2 separate regions of the Mus musculus genome follow, and region 2 is linked to region 1. The links are chromatin contacts, called in public promoter capture Hi-C maps. All regions are on one chromosome and are shown on one strand. The core of a region is the stretch at or near the end of the contact, and the rest is flanking DNA. Distances in the headings are between cores, read along the strand shown. Region 1 holds the start of Gpr62 (G protein-coupled receptor 62). Region 2 holds the start of Cacna2d2 (calcium channel, voltage-dependent, alpha 2/delta subunit 2).

What was found. Promoter capture Hi-C pulls out the DNA fragments that hold promoters and counts their contacts.
Region 2: a promoter capture Hi-C map of hippocampal neurons shows a contact between it and region 1, with 2.2 times the contacts expected there. The contact joins the promoter of Cacna2d2 here to the promoter of Gpr62 in region 1. A contact is called at or near these places in 1 of 39 promoter capture datasets (hippocampal neurons) and 1 of 115 datasets of contacts at active chromatin or transcription factors (embryonic stem cells).

What each region holds. Positions count from the first base shown.
Region 1 is chr9:106,464,565-106,467,264 of GRCm38.p6, reverse strand. It overlaps Gpr62 (G protein-coupled receptor 62), which reads left to right and starts at 1,280. Exons shown (of 1, transcript NM_001159652.2): 1 at 1,280-2,700. The coding sequence starts at 1,538. The coding sequence ends at 2,614.
Region 2 is chr9:107,398,600-107,401,299 of GRCm38.p6, reverse strand. Cacna2d2 (calcium channel, voltage-dependent, alpha 2/delta subunit 2) reads right to left here and starts at 1,420. Exons shown (of 38, transcript NM_001174049.1): 1 at 1,017-1,420. The coding sequence starts at 1,231.

The DNA.
Region 1 (2,700 bases), core at 31-2,530:
CTTAGGCTAAGCTGTGAGGGGAAACATCATAGCTTCCTCCCTCTTCCCACTCTCTAGTTTTCTGCTGGGAACTTCCGTTGGCTGAATATTCCCCCAGCGAAGCCCGGGAAGGTCGAGAACAGGAAGGTAGAGTGGAGAAGGGACCGAAGGACAAATCAGCTGAGCAGTTTGAGACTCGGGAGCAAAAAAGGCAAGGCCAGTTAGGGGAATGCTGGGACAGACGCTCTGAGTGGGCAGCAGGGTTGGTGGGGCAGCGGTATTGGTGATAAGAAATGACTAGATTCCCTGGACCTTTGACCAATTGGATCGGGTGTGGGAGAAAAGAAAGCTCTATCCTGAGGAGTTTGCCTAGGGAGACACTCAAGTCTGGTTCAAGGGAGAAGGCCCTTCAGACACCTGCTTCCTTGTCACTGTCTAGGTAGAGTTGTCATGAAGTTGGGTGATTGTAACTGGAGCATGGGCCCCTCCCGCTGGAGTTACCTTTTGAGCCACCTACCTGGGGGAGGGAGGCAGAGATGCTACATACTGAGCCTGTGCTTTTTTTTTTTTAAGATTTATTTATTATTATATGTAAGTACACTGTAGCTGTCTTCAGACACTCCAGAAGAGGGAGTCAGATCTTGTTACGGATGGTTGTGAGCCACCATGTGGTTGCTGGGATTTGAACTCCGAACCTTCAGAAGAACAGTCAGGTGCTCTTACCCACTGAGCCATCTCACCAGCCCGAGCCTGTGCTTCTTGTGGTAGGTCTTGTTAGCTCAAGCTTCAGAGCTCTGAGGTTGGGAAGGGGTGGTGCTAATGATGCATGTGCAGGGTGCGCTTTAGAAGAGAGCTGGTTTGCCAGCAGTCAAAGTCCAAGACCAGCTAAGCATCCATTTTTCTGCTAAGCCCCCCACTTCACAAGTATTCCATAAGGTGAGGTGCCAAGGTAACACTGACTGAGCAGCCATTATGTGCCATGCCCTGAGATTTCTCTCTCTCCTCCCCTCAAGACCTCCTGGGGGTTCCAAGCACATCTAAAGTTTCGGTTTTTTGTTTTTCCTGATTCCTGGGCTACCTTGAGAAAAGTAATGTCTGACCGAACTGCCCCCACGTCGCACTCCTGAGCAAGGTGGGTATGGGTCTAGGCTCAGTAAACTGTACCCTCGGGCAGTTTCACAGAAGAGCCTCCAGTCTCCAGCTGGCAGCTGTTAGAGCCAAGGGGGCTGGCACCAGGCCCTGCCCCTCCCTTACTAAGCTGTGTGTGTCTTCAAAGGGGAGCATCAGAGTGACAGCCGGTACCATCTCCACAGAGGCTGAGTGGCTGGAGCTGTGCTAGGGCAGGGGGAGAAAGCCGAGCCAGGCTCAGCCTTGCATCCACCCATAGGGCCCACCAAACCCCACAAGAAGATGGCAGCCTGGGCGTTGGAGTCACCTCCTGGGCAGCCTACGAGGTGAGGGGTCTTGAGGAGCATGGGACAGGTGATGGGAATCCTGGAGCCAGAGGCTCCATTTCCGCTCTTCCTCTAGCAAACCCCAGTGAAGCCTGAACGTTCAGATGGCCAACGGCTCGGGGCTCAGCGTCACCGAACTCGCGGGCTCGGTGGGGTTTATCCTGGCGGTTCTCGTAGAGGTGGGGGCCGTGCTGGGCAACGGCACTCTGCTCGTGGTGGTGCTGCGCACGCCGGACCTTCAAGATGCCTTCTACTTAGCGCACTTGTGCGTCGTGGACCTGCTGGCGGCTGCCTCCATCATGCCTCTGGGCCTGCTGGCCGCGCCGCCCGGGCTGGGCACTGTGCCCCTGGACCCCTCGTCGTGCCGAGCGGCGCGCTTCCTCTCGGCGGCTCTGCTCCCCGCATGCACGCTCGGCGTGGCCGCTCTCGGCCTGGCGCGCTACCGCCTCATAGTGCATCCGCTGCGGCCAGGCGCGCGCCCGGCGCCCGCGCTGGTGCTCACCGCGGTGTGGTCCGCGGCCGCGCTCCTGGGCGCGCTCTCCTTGCTCGGGCCACCGCCTGCGCCACCTCCGGCCCCAGCTCGCTGCTCCGTCCTGGCCGGGGGGCTCGGGCCCTTCCGGCCGCTCTGGGCGATGCTAGCCTTCGCGCTGCCCGCCCTCCTGCTGTTGGCCGCCTACGGTAGCATCTTCCTGGTGGCGCGGCGCGCCGCCCTCCGGCCTCCGCGCGGGACCCGGCCCCGCTCCGACTCTCTAGACAGTCGCCTCTCCTTCTTGCCGCCCCTCCGGCCACGTCTGCTGGGGGGCAAGGCGGCCCTGGCCCCAGCCCTGGCCGTGGGCCAGTTTGCAGCCTGCTGGCTGCCTTATGGCTGCGCGTGCTTGGCGCCCGCGGCGCGCGCCGCAGCGGCCGAGGCTACTGTCACCTGGGTAGCCTACTCCGCCTTCGCGGCTCACCCCTTTCTCTATGGCCTGCTGCAGCGCCCGGTGCGCCTGGCGCTGGGCCGCCTTACCCGCCGAGCGCTGCCTCGGGCCCCGAAAGCCTGCACATCGCAAGCCTGGCACCTGCAGACACTCCTTCGGCGCCTCCAGGAACTCCGCAAGGACCCTGTCCTAGGCCCTTCTGAGGCACCAGAACAGGCCCGAGAATTGGCAAGACAGACCCCGAGTGTGTCAGAGGCCACCTGAGACATTTCTTCTGAGTTGGGGAAAGGAGGGTGAGATCAGGTTGTAGCTGGTACTCTGAAGGTCGCTGGAATGGCAGAGGGGGTGGT
Region 2 (2,700 bases), core at 171-2,670, 930 kb before region 1:
GACCCTTCCCTCTCATGCCCAAACCTAGGCCAGGACATTCGTGAAGGAGTCTGGGGACAGGTGGCTCCTTAAAGCTGAGGACAGGAAACAGAAGCACGGTGGTTGCCATGCCCCAAAGGGTGTCTGGACACTGACATATGGCTAAGGCACGGTGTCAAGAAACAGATGTTGTCCTAAAGGCCACATGCAGAATACCCACTCCTTATCCAGACACATCTGCCCGACTCTACCAGATCTTGGGGAAGGTGAAGAGGCTCAGACTGACCATAATAACCACTAGCAAGAGCTGGCAGAACCTGGAAATGCTATTACCCAGTTGGTAGCAGGAGCGACAGTGTCAGCATCAGGAGCAGGCAGGGGTCCTCCCTGTCATTCACCTTCTGACCCAACCCCAGCACCTTTACCTCCTTATTGAGCTATCCAGGGACGTCCCCTCAGGTGGGCGATCAAGAACAGGTGACATTGACCGAAGCAAGAAGGCGCTGGCACCCTCTGCATCCAGTATCGCTCCCCCCCCCCAAGGAAAAGGCCCAAGAAGACAGGTGTGGATGTAACCCCACGTCTGACTCTAAAGCGCCAGGTTCCCACCAGGGATAAAACACTGGGCAGATGCCTGGCTCCAAGTCTACCGGGCAGGGGTCGTTGGCCATTCTCTCGACCAACCTCAGGCTCCTCTATCACCGGACAGTGGCAGGAGTATAAACTGGCAGACTCGACCCCCACCCCATCCCTAAGCTTGAAGATGTTTTGCTCTGTCCCGTTGCAGGGGGTGGGGTGGGGGCGGTCTATGGGAAGCAGGGCACCGCAAGGAAGTTTCGCGACGCAGCCAGAAGCTCCGGGACCCTGGCTGCCAGCCCACGGGGGTTTGTAGCCGACACCCTCACTTGCAGCATGCCATGGGAACCAGAGCCCCCGCCCCGACACCCGGAGTGGAGAGTGGAGGGGCAGACGCGGGCTGAGGGGCGCAAGGGAGCGCGGGGCTCTGCGGGGTCCCGCGGCCGGCTGAGGCCACTTACGTGTGCTGCTGGGGGAAGCTGTAGGCAGAGGCGCCGGGGGCGGTGAGCAGCGGTAAAAGCAACAGAGGCGGCAGCAAGAGCAAGAGCGGGCGTGCGGGCCCGGACGCTGGGCCCCGGGGGTCAGGGCAGGGCCGGGGGCCGCGACCGGGCCAGGGGCGAGCGGTCCGCACCGGGCCGGGCCAAGAAGCGCCGCAGGTCCGAGCCGGCACCGCCATGTTTCCATTCAAGATGCGGCGCCGCGGGGAGGGAGGGGGGACGGCGGCGGCGGGATGGAGGTGGGGGGGCGCGGGCGGCGGGCGGAAAGCCGGCCTCTTCTCCACCTCCTTCTCCGCGCGGGGCCTCCGGGGCTGCACTGGCCGCAGCGCCTCTGCGGGCTGCGCGCAGCGATCTCCCCGCCGCGCTGGCTCCAAGCGCTTTGAGCGCCTGGCCCGGGACCTGCGCTCAAATAGCGGCCGCCGCCAACCTGCCGGCGCCGCCCTCCCCTGTCGCTCCCTCCCTCATTCCCTCCCTCCCTCTCCTTGGCCGGCCCGCCTCCGCGCGCCCCCGCCGCGGTCACGCGCCCGCCTGTGCCCGCGCGCCCCTCGTCCCCGTTCACCCCGGAGCCTGCCCTACTGGCTCGCGCAAACCGATCCGAATCCAAGCTCGCGAGTCCTGAGCCCCAGCCGTGGTCCCAGCGCCCAGTGCACGTCCCCGCCCCCACACCTCAGACCGGGGGACTCCTCTTGGCCCTGCGAGTGGGAACTCTCCCTAGGCAGTTGCACATATGACCCTTCTGGGACTCGACCTTCAACAGGCTTAAGGCCTGGAGTCACAGGTTTAAATGGTGGAATGGCAGGCTTCTGCAGACTACAGAGGAGAATGGCAGTCCTGTCACACCCACAGAAGAAGCTCCAGCTACCTCAAGATTTCTTTCTGTGGGGATCGGGGTGAGGGGGTTGGGGGCGTGGGGGGGGCAGCCCTTGGCAGAAAAACGGATCTTGGTTCTCCTAGTTCCTTGGAAGAGAGTCCAGCGGCACAGATGTGGGGACTGAAGGAAGCGGGATACCTCAGCTCTTGCTTTGCTCCACTTTACTGTCCAGACAACACGGGCCACGGAGCCCAAGCCTCCGCTCCCTGGACTTGCACAGCTTCGGGTCAGACTCGTCTAGAGGCAGGAAGCTCAGTCTAGCATAAACCACTCACTTTTGTCCTGGTGGGACCTGGCATCTTCCTGCTGTAGTTACAACAATGAGCTGTGTGTAACATTCAGCGTGTGGGCCACCTTCTCAGAGCCTTCCCTTTTCATAGGAATACCCCTGTAAGGCTGCAGTGCCATTTCCAGGATGCAGTGAGAAAGGGGTTGAATGTCTGGTAGCAGAAGCACTCACAGTTTCGAAGAGCATTCCAAGGACCTGCTCAGGTTGGCCCTTGAGCCCCACTTTGCCAGCCCCCAACGCTGACCCACAGTGGTGAGAATGCTCCCTGCCACCCTGCCACAGGACCCCCTTTGGCTGCCCACAGACTCTGCCAAACAAGACACTAAGGGCTTATTAACTGGTTGGTGGCTCAGTTCAGAGATGTCCAAGGACTCTCATCCCATGCCTGGGTAGGTCACCCAACATCTACTCACAACCGACTTTCCAGAGAGAGGAGAGAACAGTAGCCTCTGGGCCAAGGGGTACAGAAGTGATATAGACTCAGACAA